Regions from separate parts of the Mus musculus genome. Here region 2 is linked to region 1. The links are chromatin contacts, called in public promoter capture Hi-C maps. All regions are on one chromosome and are shown on one strand. The core of a region is the stretch at or near the end of the contact, and the rest is flanking DNA. Distances in the headings are between cores, read along the strand shown. Region 1 overlaps Klhl29 (kelch-like 29). Region 2 overlaps Klhl29 (kelch-like 29).

The links. Promoter capture Hi-C pulls out the DNA fragments that hold promoters and counts their contacts.
Region 2: a contact with region 1 is called in a promoter capture Hi-C map of hippocampal neurons, with 5 times the contacts expected there. The contact joins two enhancer-like sites. A contact is called at or near these places in 1 of 39 promoter capture datasets (hippocampal neurons), 12 of 484 Hi-C or Micro-C datasets (adipose-derived mesenchymal stem cells, cerebellar granule neurons, cerebral cortex and 7 more) and 1 of 115 datasets of contacts at active chromatin or transcription factors (neural progenitor cells).

The regions. Positions count from the first base shown.
Region 1 is chr12:5,161,801-5,166,138 of GRCm38.p6, reverse strand. All of the region lies in intron 3 of Klhl29 (kelch-like 29), which reads left to right. Among named protein-coding and RNA genes, the nearest start is that of Gm51980, 120 kb to the left of the region's middle. Within about 2 kb of position 2,673, at least 16 of the 459 cell types and tissues checked have an H3K27ac peak or open chromatin away from gene starts, as enhancers often do. A contact at or near this core is called in cerebral cortex, hippocampal neurons and uterus, where this site is marked.
Region 2 is chr12:5,267,082-5,271,449 of GRCm38.p6, reverse strand. The region is part of intron 2 of Klhl29 (kelch-like 29); the gene reads left to right. Among named protein-coding and RNA genes, the nearest start is that of Gm51980, 13 kb to the left of the region's middle. RefSeq lists an enhancer at 1,882-4,368. Within about 2 kb of position 3,094, at least 105 of the 459 cell types and tissues checked have an H3K27ac peak or open chromatin away from gene starts, as enhancers often do. A contact at or near this core is called in cerebral cortex, hippocampal neurons and uterus, where this site is marked.

The sequences.
Region 1 (4,338 bases), core at 1,424-3,923:
GAATAGGCGCTACTGTCCCCATTTCACAGGTGGAAAACCTGCCTCTGACAACACAGACCCCCTTGCACCTTCTGCCCTGACACTGGCCTCTGGGGGTACATTTCTCCTACCCTCAGGCTGCACTTGACCTGCTAAGGATCCATCACCCTCCTATACACAGTTCTGTGGAACAGTATGAGTTTGCTTGTGGAGGTGCCCAGCTCCAGGACCCCCAGCCTTCTTCCTGCCACAGAAGGTGGTGGGCATGAGAGCCTAATTTCTCCCTCGGAGAGACTCCTGCCGAGGGCCTTGGCATGGAGGGGTTGCTGAGGGAGCAGCTTCTATTACTGCCACCAGCTCTGACCCCTTATTCTGGTTTAGGTGGCTTCACAGCCGTAGGCCCCACAGACACATTCCTCGTTTGCAGCTGAGTGGCCGTGCCCTCATCAGTGTCACCTAGCAGAGAGCACTTGTACTGAGGATGTTGGATTCAAATGACCACGTCAGCCCTGTTCAGCAGCGTCAGCTTTGGGGCGTCACATCTTCACCGCCCTCTCTATTTAGAAAAGGCCATGGCTGCTTCCTGTTCCCTGTCAACAGCTCCTTTATCATTTCTCCTAACGTCTGGTAGGACCCATTCTGCTTCTGTCCTGGGAACTAGGCTTCTTATGCTGTCCAGCTCTTGCAGACCTTGTAGTCACAATTCCTCCTCTTAAGGGATCCCAAATGTCAGGGGTCCCCTCGAACATGGATGACTTTACTCGGTTTGTAGGACCCAGGTGGTGGTATGGCCCTTTAAGCCCTATGCACAATGTCACACTCTCAGTACCCTGCCTTCTCCCAGCCACAACCCCATAGGGGCTCTAGTCACCTCCTACCCAGTCAGTGGGGACCAGTCAGTCAATCCCCTGTTCTACTAGGGTGCCCTGAAGAAGGTCACATCCAGCCTGGGGCTCATTTGACTCTTCAGTGCTGTGGCAGGAAGGCTACAGAGGTTGACAGGGCCTGGTATTTTCATCTCTTCCAAGTAGCCTTTCTTGCAAGGGAAGTAAGAGAAAGATAAAGTCAAAGACACAAACACGGCGATGTACGACGTACATTAGCAGGAGAGATTGAACGAGTCTCTAAATATTATCTTCCACACACTCTCGAGGTAGCATGCCCTCGGGCCCTTTTTAAATCAAGATTTTATTAAAAAGAAACACGGTTGCAATCATCAAGCAAACAATTCACAAAGACATTTTCTAGAGTGATAAGAATAAGAGAAGCTATTATTTGAGGGATGGGGAACAGAACTTAGGATGCCAGACCCAGGATGTGGTTTCTGCAGCCGTTTTCTGTGTATGTGATGTATGTGTGTGTGCCTTGCATGTACATATGTGAATGTACATGTATGTATGTGTGTGCGCGCTGTCAATTTAATTAGCATACACTAATTACAAAATGATGGGTTATATTATAAAGTGTTCAGATATGTCATGCATGTATATAATGTCCTCGGATTACATTTCTCCCCCTTTATCTTCCTGTCTTTCCTTCCCATTTGTACTTCCCCCTCCCTCTTCTTTCCTTTCTTTTTTGTTGTTGTTGTTGTGTGATGGAAAACGCAATATTTGCCTTTCTGTGTGTGAGTTATTTCTCCAGTTTCATCCGCTTTCCTGCAACCGACATGATGTTCTTTATGGCTGGATAATATTCAACTGTGTATATATACCTCACTCTCTTCAACTCTTCGCCCATTGGCAGATACTTAGTCTGATTCCATCCCTTAGCTCTTGTGCCTAGTGGTGTAATAAGCAGCAATGCGCAAGTATCTCTGATATCGGCTGGCTTAGATTCCTCCAGTGTATAGCCAAGAGTGATATAGCTGGATTGTGTGCAAACTGCATCCTAATTATCTGAGTAACTTCCATATGATTCCCACTATATTAGCACCAGCACTGTGGGAGGGTCCTCTGCTCACCCAGCCTCCCTGACATCTCTTGTTTCCTCTCATGATGCTAGCCATTCTGACTGCGTTAAGACCAAAGCTCAGTATAGTTTTGTTCTGCATTTCCCCAGGTCATCTCCTATTCCATCCTTCCCATAAAAGGTTAGGAACTGGGTTCAGAGACATCTACCAATCCACCAAGGACACAGAGCACGTGAACTGTGGCTTTGAGGTTTCCACCGTATCACTGCCTCTGGTAGCTCACGGCAGGGCCTGCTCAGAGCTGGACAAGAGGCAAGGAGATCACCTGGAAACATCTGGTTTCCAAAGCTAAGGGGGAGCCTACATTATGTTCCTGCTGCCTGTGCCTGGGCTTTCTCTCTATTAGAGCAGAGGCCATATCTCAGGCTATTTGCCCATCCAGGTTTAAACTGTAAGTTGGAGAAATGGGAATATCCTGCAGACAGAGAAACAGCATCTACTTGTCAGAGATAATGGGAGCATCTCAGAGCTCTACTTCCAGCCTTTTGTCCCCTCCTCCCTGCTTGCGTTAATTACCTACCCATAATGCTAACCTTCAGAAAGAAATGAGGGTAAAGAATACAGCAAGTCCAAGTGTCTCGTTTCCTGCCTTTTCATGCTCCTCTAGACAGGTGTGGCACCTTTCACAGACCCCGAGGGAGTCCCTGCAGGTCTCTACACACTCCTATACCCCGGTGCTTGATAGTGTTTGGTCATCACCATGCTCATGTGTAATGCACTGAGCTCTGCCTGTGCCTGGCTGGCTTTTGCAGTGCAGAGGCTCAGTCGCAAGCCTTTGCTCACAGCTCCATGTTGAGGGGAGAAAGCAGGAAATGCATTCCGTACACGGCACGTTAGTGCTGGAGACAGGAGATATTATTTTCAGGGATATCGTGTTAATAGAAGGCTGTGTCTTGAAAAGCATTGCCTTTGAGTTCTATGACTCCTTTCAGATTCCGCAAAAGCACTTTAGGCAAATACTCAGACAGGCGGCTGCTTCCTCCAATAGTGGGTGGAAGGGTCCTAGACCTGGGGCTGCAGCCACAGCCACCAGGAATAAGAACTGGCTGTGGTTGCCGTCCAAGCCAGCCCACGGCCTGGATAATATCAGCAATACTAAAGGTTACAGCTTTTCCTGTGATGTATCGCTTCTTCAGAGAGTATTAAAGATGTTTTGAATCTATTTTTTAGGAATCTTGAAACCGCCAGTGGAACATTTTTGATGTTGTAGTAATGCTTCGAGCTGCAGCGTGGGAAGGCTGGCCCCCTGAGCTACCCTAGGGATCTGGAATGGAAGGCACTGCCTGCCCCTTGTAGTTTTAGCAGTTAGGAAGCAAACTAGGCAGAGCATATGCCAAGGTGTGGGAACAGATGAGATGTGCCAGGGAACTGCATTCTTTCTCTCTTTTGCCAGGGAGTGGGGGAAGTCATACTTGGTGTGTCCAAGGATTGGGGGTGGGTGTGGGGCGTGGGCAGGATTTATTAGGAGGGAGAGTCAAAGGAAAAGTTGCATCCTCGTGGAAGGAATTCTCCAGCCCTGCTTAAGATTCTTTTTTTTTTTTTTTTTTTTTTTTTGGTTTTTCAAGACAGGGTTTCTCTGTAGCCTTGGCTGTCCTGGAACTCACTCTGTAGACCAGGCTGGCCTCAAACTCAGAAATCCGCCTGCCTCTGCCTCCCGAGTGCTGGGATTAAAGATGTGCGCCACCATGCCCGGCTCCTGCTTAAGATTCTTATTGTGCATCTCTCCCCTCAACCCTCCCCTCACCTGGACCCTTCTTACCCAGAGTACAGATTCAAATAAAAATCCAACCAAAGGCAATATAATTGTGCCAGTTGTCAGAGATGGTATGATGGTTAATTGTATATGTCAACTTGATGGGCCTCCCAGATATTTGGCCCAACATCATTCTGCGGATGTCTGCGGCAGTGTCTGGGGAGGAGATTAACGTTGAATCTGTAATCAGTAATCAGAGGAAAGCAGGTAGCTGGTCCCAGTGTTCCCTCAGACCAGACATACGAGGGCTAAGTGGAACACTAAGCTGGCCCCACCTTGACTAAGGGGAGCTCCTACAAAGCTCTTAAACTGGGACTCTGGGTAGGTGTGTGTGTGTGTGTGTGTGTGTGTGTGTGTGTGTGTGTGCCTTCAACTGAGTGGAAACACCAGCTCCTCTTGGGTTTCCAGGCTGCTAGCTTTCAGAGTGGAGTTTACACCTGAAGCTCTCCTGGGTCTCAGGGCCTTCGACTTAGACAAGAATCCTGCAGTCTTGCCAGTCCCCAATTTCTTTATAATATGTCAGACACATATAGATGACAATGATTGTGGCAGGGACTGAAAGACTGAAGCCTTTCCTGAGCCCATGGTCTGGCCTTGGGAAAGGAGTGAGTCACCAAATCCCAGAGGAATTCGT
Region 2 (4,368 bases), core at 1,845-4,344, 100 kb before region 1:
TGGAAGGTCTGGTGATATGCCCTGGGCTCTGGGGTAATCAAAATTATCCAGTCTGAGAAATCCAACTCCTTTTCTGGGCTCAGAAAATGGTTCAGTGGGTAAAGATCTTACTCTGCAAGCATGAGGGGCTGTCGTGATCTAATCCCCAGAACCCACATAAAGCTGAGAACAGTAGCATGTGTCTACAGTCCCAGAACTCCTACAAGGAGACAGGAGGCAGAGATGTGAGAACCTTTAGAAGCACGCAGTTCAGCTGCCCTGCTTCTATGCAGCAACAAAACAAGAGTCTGTGTCAAGCAAGGTAGACGCCAAGGAAGGGCACCTGAGGTGTCTTCTGAACACACATGTTCTGTGTAATATATGTGTCTATACTCTTACATGGGTTTACACACAGAGAATCACACACACACATACACACACACACACACACACACCTTCTTAGAATTGAACATGGTCTCACTATGTAGGCCATGCAGGTTTCAGTCTTATGGAAATCCCCTGCTTCATGTTCAGCCTCCCAGACGCTGGGGTTACAAATGTACCCTATCCATATCCAGCGAGATAGATCTTCAGGCAGCAGGGACTTGGAGCAGAACATGTATGTCCCTAAGGTCATTAAAGCCAAAGGTGGCTCTGGGCCATTTCCTAGGAGGTAAGGGTACAAGTGCAGTGGAGCAACCTTGCTGTGGTTGTGACACATCTTTCCCCATGTGCTGCTTCTAGATGACTTATCAAGGTTCGGAGAACACATGAGTAGGGCACCTTGGCTTTCGTTAGGGAAGTAGCCTACTGGATTGTTGAGTGTGTTTATTCTGGGCTCAGCACTGTAAGAGTCTTGCTCTATGTGATGCTCTTGTACCTGCAAATTCTTGTTGCTGCCCCCTTCAACAGTCAGCAGAGTGTGAGCTTTCCACCAAAGAGTTAACAGCGGTTGAGAATCTCTCTTTGTAGCATTTCACAGCATGGCCAGGGAAGCAGAAAAGAAGGAGATGGTACTTAGACAGTGCACCCGCAAGGAAGGACACAGTGGGATACATTCGTGGTAGACAAGAATGCCCAGAGGCAGGTGCCTGGGATGTCTTTAGGGAAGAGGGAGAAGCGAGGTAAGCAGCAGACGTCTGAAGTCTAGGAAGAATGTGAAGAACTCTTAACTGGTCAGAAGAAAGGGTGGAGAGGACGAAGCTACGGGTTAAGCATTGCGAGGCACGGAGAACATTTTGCTACTGTGGTTTCTGCTTATCTCAGTGCACGCGATGCATTGTGCTTTGTGCATTTACACTTCCACCTGGTTGCATTTTATTAAGTCCTAGCTTTGTGTTTCTGACAGCTGCAATCAGCATCAGGAAAACCATGTCCTCACTGCTTAGAGATCACTAATTATCACCCATCATCTTCCCCCTCCCTATCCCCTGCCCCCGTGAAAGTTGAAGAAATATCTAACAGTGATGACATAATGTTGATGTTTTAGACAACAGCTGTGACTCGGAAGTCCCTTTAACATACTTTTTTTTTGATTTAAGAACCTATTCGGTATTTCGGGAATTGTTGTCTAGGTTTATTTTTTGCTTTTAAAAAACTGGACACTTACATGTTTGGAAGCATAATTTTTAAAAACCTAATTTCTCCAACCCCATATCTCTTTCAATCAATTTGGATGTAGGGGGTGAAAATCCAGATCTCAAATCACGCACATGGCGTTAAACAGCCTTTCTGAGTTCGTTGCACGAGGCTGCACTCTGACCACTGCACGAGGCTGCACTCTGACATGCCTCCCGAGATTTGAATGTTTTGATAAATCGTGATTATGCTGCTTTTTCCCTGAGTACAGAAGTGGGACTGGCATCTGCTTGCTTGTCTGCTACAGAGCATCTCCCGTCTTGGGCTTGCTGTGACCATCTTGATGAGCTCAAATTGCTTCCTGTACTAGTTTAGGGGCAGCAGTCCTGGAATGACCTGGGTCATCTTGGCAATCTGGGATGTAGAAGTCCCTCTGAGTCTCAGAGAGGCTGCTGGTTCAGACTCATGCCACTAGTACCTGGAGCCTCCCCATATGATCCCGGGAACCAGCTTTCGTTTGCAGGCTGGATGGAGATCTTGGGTTCTGTTTCTTGATGGGCTGTGTGCTCCTCTGGGTCTGTAGTTGGGAGTCATCCGCATTGATGGGAACCTAGCTTCGAGGCACTGTGGGGGCGGGTTTGAGGATGAGACTGGCCCAGCACAGGCAGACTCTATAAGGTGAGGACTGACAGCATGGAAATTCTCCTGCTGTGTGAACACGCAGGGCACCACTTTGGATCAGACTCACTCTGTTCATTAATTGCTGGGCGCTGTCCCTGATGTATGGGTTGAAAGCATGGACTGACAAAAGAATTTAAATAATTAGATCTTTTTTTATTTACTAAGCTTTTCCGTTACCCTTTGCAAAGAGTAAAACTATTTTTTGAACCTTTACAATGTTGCTATTCTTATTCAGAAAGTTCTCTGACCTGCATATCTTACCTTACATGTCAGATGGCCTGAAACTCCTCTACACAGGAATCTTCTTATAACTTTTATACAGATAAAAGTCCAATTCTATGGCATGCAATTCAATCAGTCTTGCAGAGACCTGTGCCCACCCCTGCTGCATACATCCCTGTCAGGAAAAGGAACATTTCCGTCGACCCCCTTCGAGGCCAATATCCCAAACCAGAGGAGTGAGTGATTTGTTTTGGACATGCCTTTTAGCGTAGTGGCTTTTAAAACATCACCTGCATTTTGAAGCTGACCGTCTTCCTCTGAAGACTGTCTGCTGCTCATTCCTGGGCACTGGATTCCATTGTTAGAGGCAGGTCAGAAGGACAGTCTTTCCATGGTGTGAGGTCCCCTGGCTGGGACTCAGAGGTCCTGAAGTCTAGTCAGTGGTGTACCTCTGCTTGGGAGTAAGAGATGCAGGCATTCGCAATGCTTCCGGAACAGGGGATGGCAAGAAAGCTTATTCTGTTTCCAGGATCGTTTGTCTGCGATTGTGCTCGCTGAGCAGGACTCCAGATTAGAGGAAAAAATGAGAGAGGCCCACTCATCGGCCTGCATAATCAGCACTGAACAGATTTCTGCTCCAACAAAGAGAACAGTGTGTTCCTGAGACTGCTGTACATGCTCGCTGGTGGGCGGTTCTCCTGTGAGGGAGGCAAGTTTTTCAGCACCCCCACCCCATCCACTACTTCCCTTTGTGTTGGCCCCAGACTTTCTGGCTCCTGAGAAGCGGTTATTGACCTGAGGCCTGGAGAGGGCAGACACACACACAAGAAAGCAAAGCCCCGTAAACCCACCTGTCTGACCAACCTGCTCACGTCACTGGGCGGTCAGTGAGTATTCAAACACCCTCTAACTCCTTTGCTTGCTTGCCTTTTAGTCTCATGCTGTTAGGCTGATAGCCACTCCATATGCTTACAAGGACTGTGCCCCAACTGCACCCTTTGTGACCCCCCCCACCCCTAAGGAAGCCCTAATCTGCACTGTTCGGGTGTTGTGTCTGAATACTTCCTATAAAAGCAGTCAGACTACTGACTCTCAAGACACCAAGAAAGAGCAGCCAGACTGCCCTGTGATTTTAGCCCTCATGGGTCTCTCCTCTGTGACCCCCTGTGGGTGATTCTTTCGGTGTGGTTCAAGTGGTTAAAATCCCATTGACACTCAGGACTGTATGGACTAGTCAGGATTAAGCGTGTGTGTGTGTGTGTGTGTGTGTGTGTGTGTGTGTGTACACGTGCACATGTGTGCACAGGTCTCTCTTGCAATTGTTATTTTCCTCTTTAATCAAAGGGATTTAAATGGCCTGAGAATATATGTGCTTTTTTTGAATGTCAGAGTTGTGCCCTTTGTAAAATTACCCCAGGGTATGAGAAGAGAAAGTGTAAGCAATTAAAATGCACAGGACAGCAGCAGGGGAGAGCAACACAGAAACTGCTGCCTGCCTGGAGGACCCAAGGGACCTGAGCCCTGGGTTGGGAGGTGGGGGGCGGGGGGGGGTGATAAAGGAGATCCAACCCACCCCTTGCTCTCTTGCTAGGGCTGTAGTGTGGCTCTGACCTTTGACAAATTGCCTGCTCCTCAGTGACTCCATCTGCATGCAGACGTTGGACTAATGGTCACTTAAGATACATGTTCCTTTAGCTGTTGGCTGTGATCACTGCCAATTAGACCGGAAATGCTTAGGTTTTAGATACTCAGACTGGCCAAAGATGTTCCTTCCATCCATCAGTGGTGTGTGGGATTCATGAATGTTCATCATCATGTCACTGTCACCGTCACTGGCCTTGGGAGCCAAACCAAGACTGTCAAAGCCCTGTTATCCACAGTACAGCACTGTGGACTCATGGCTCCTTC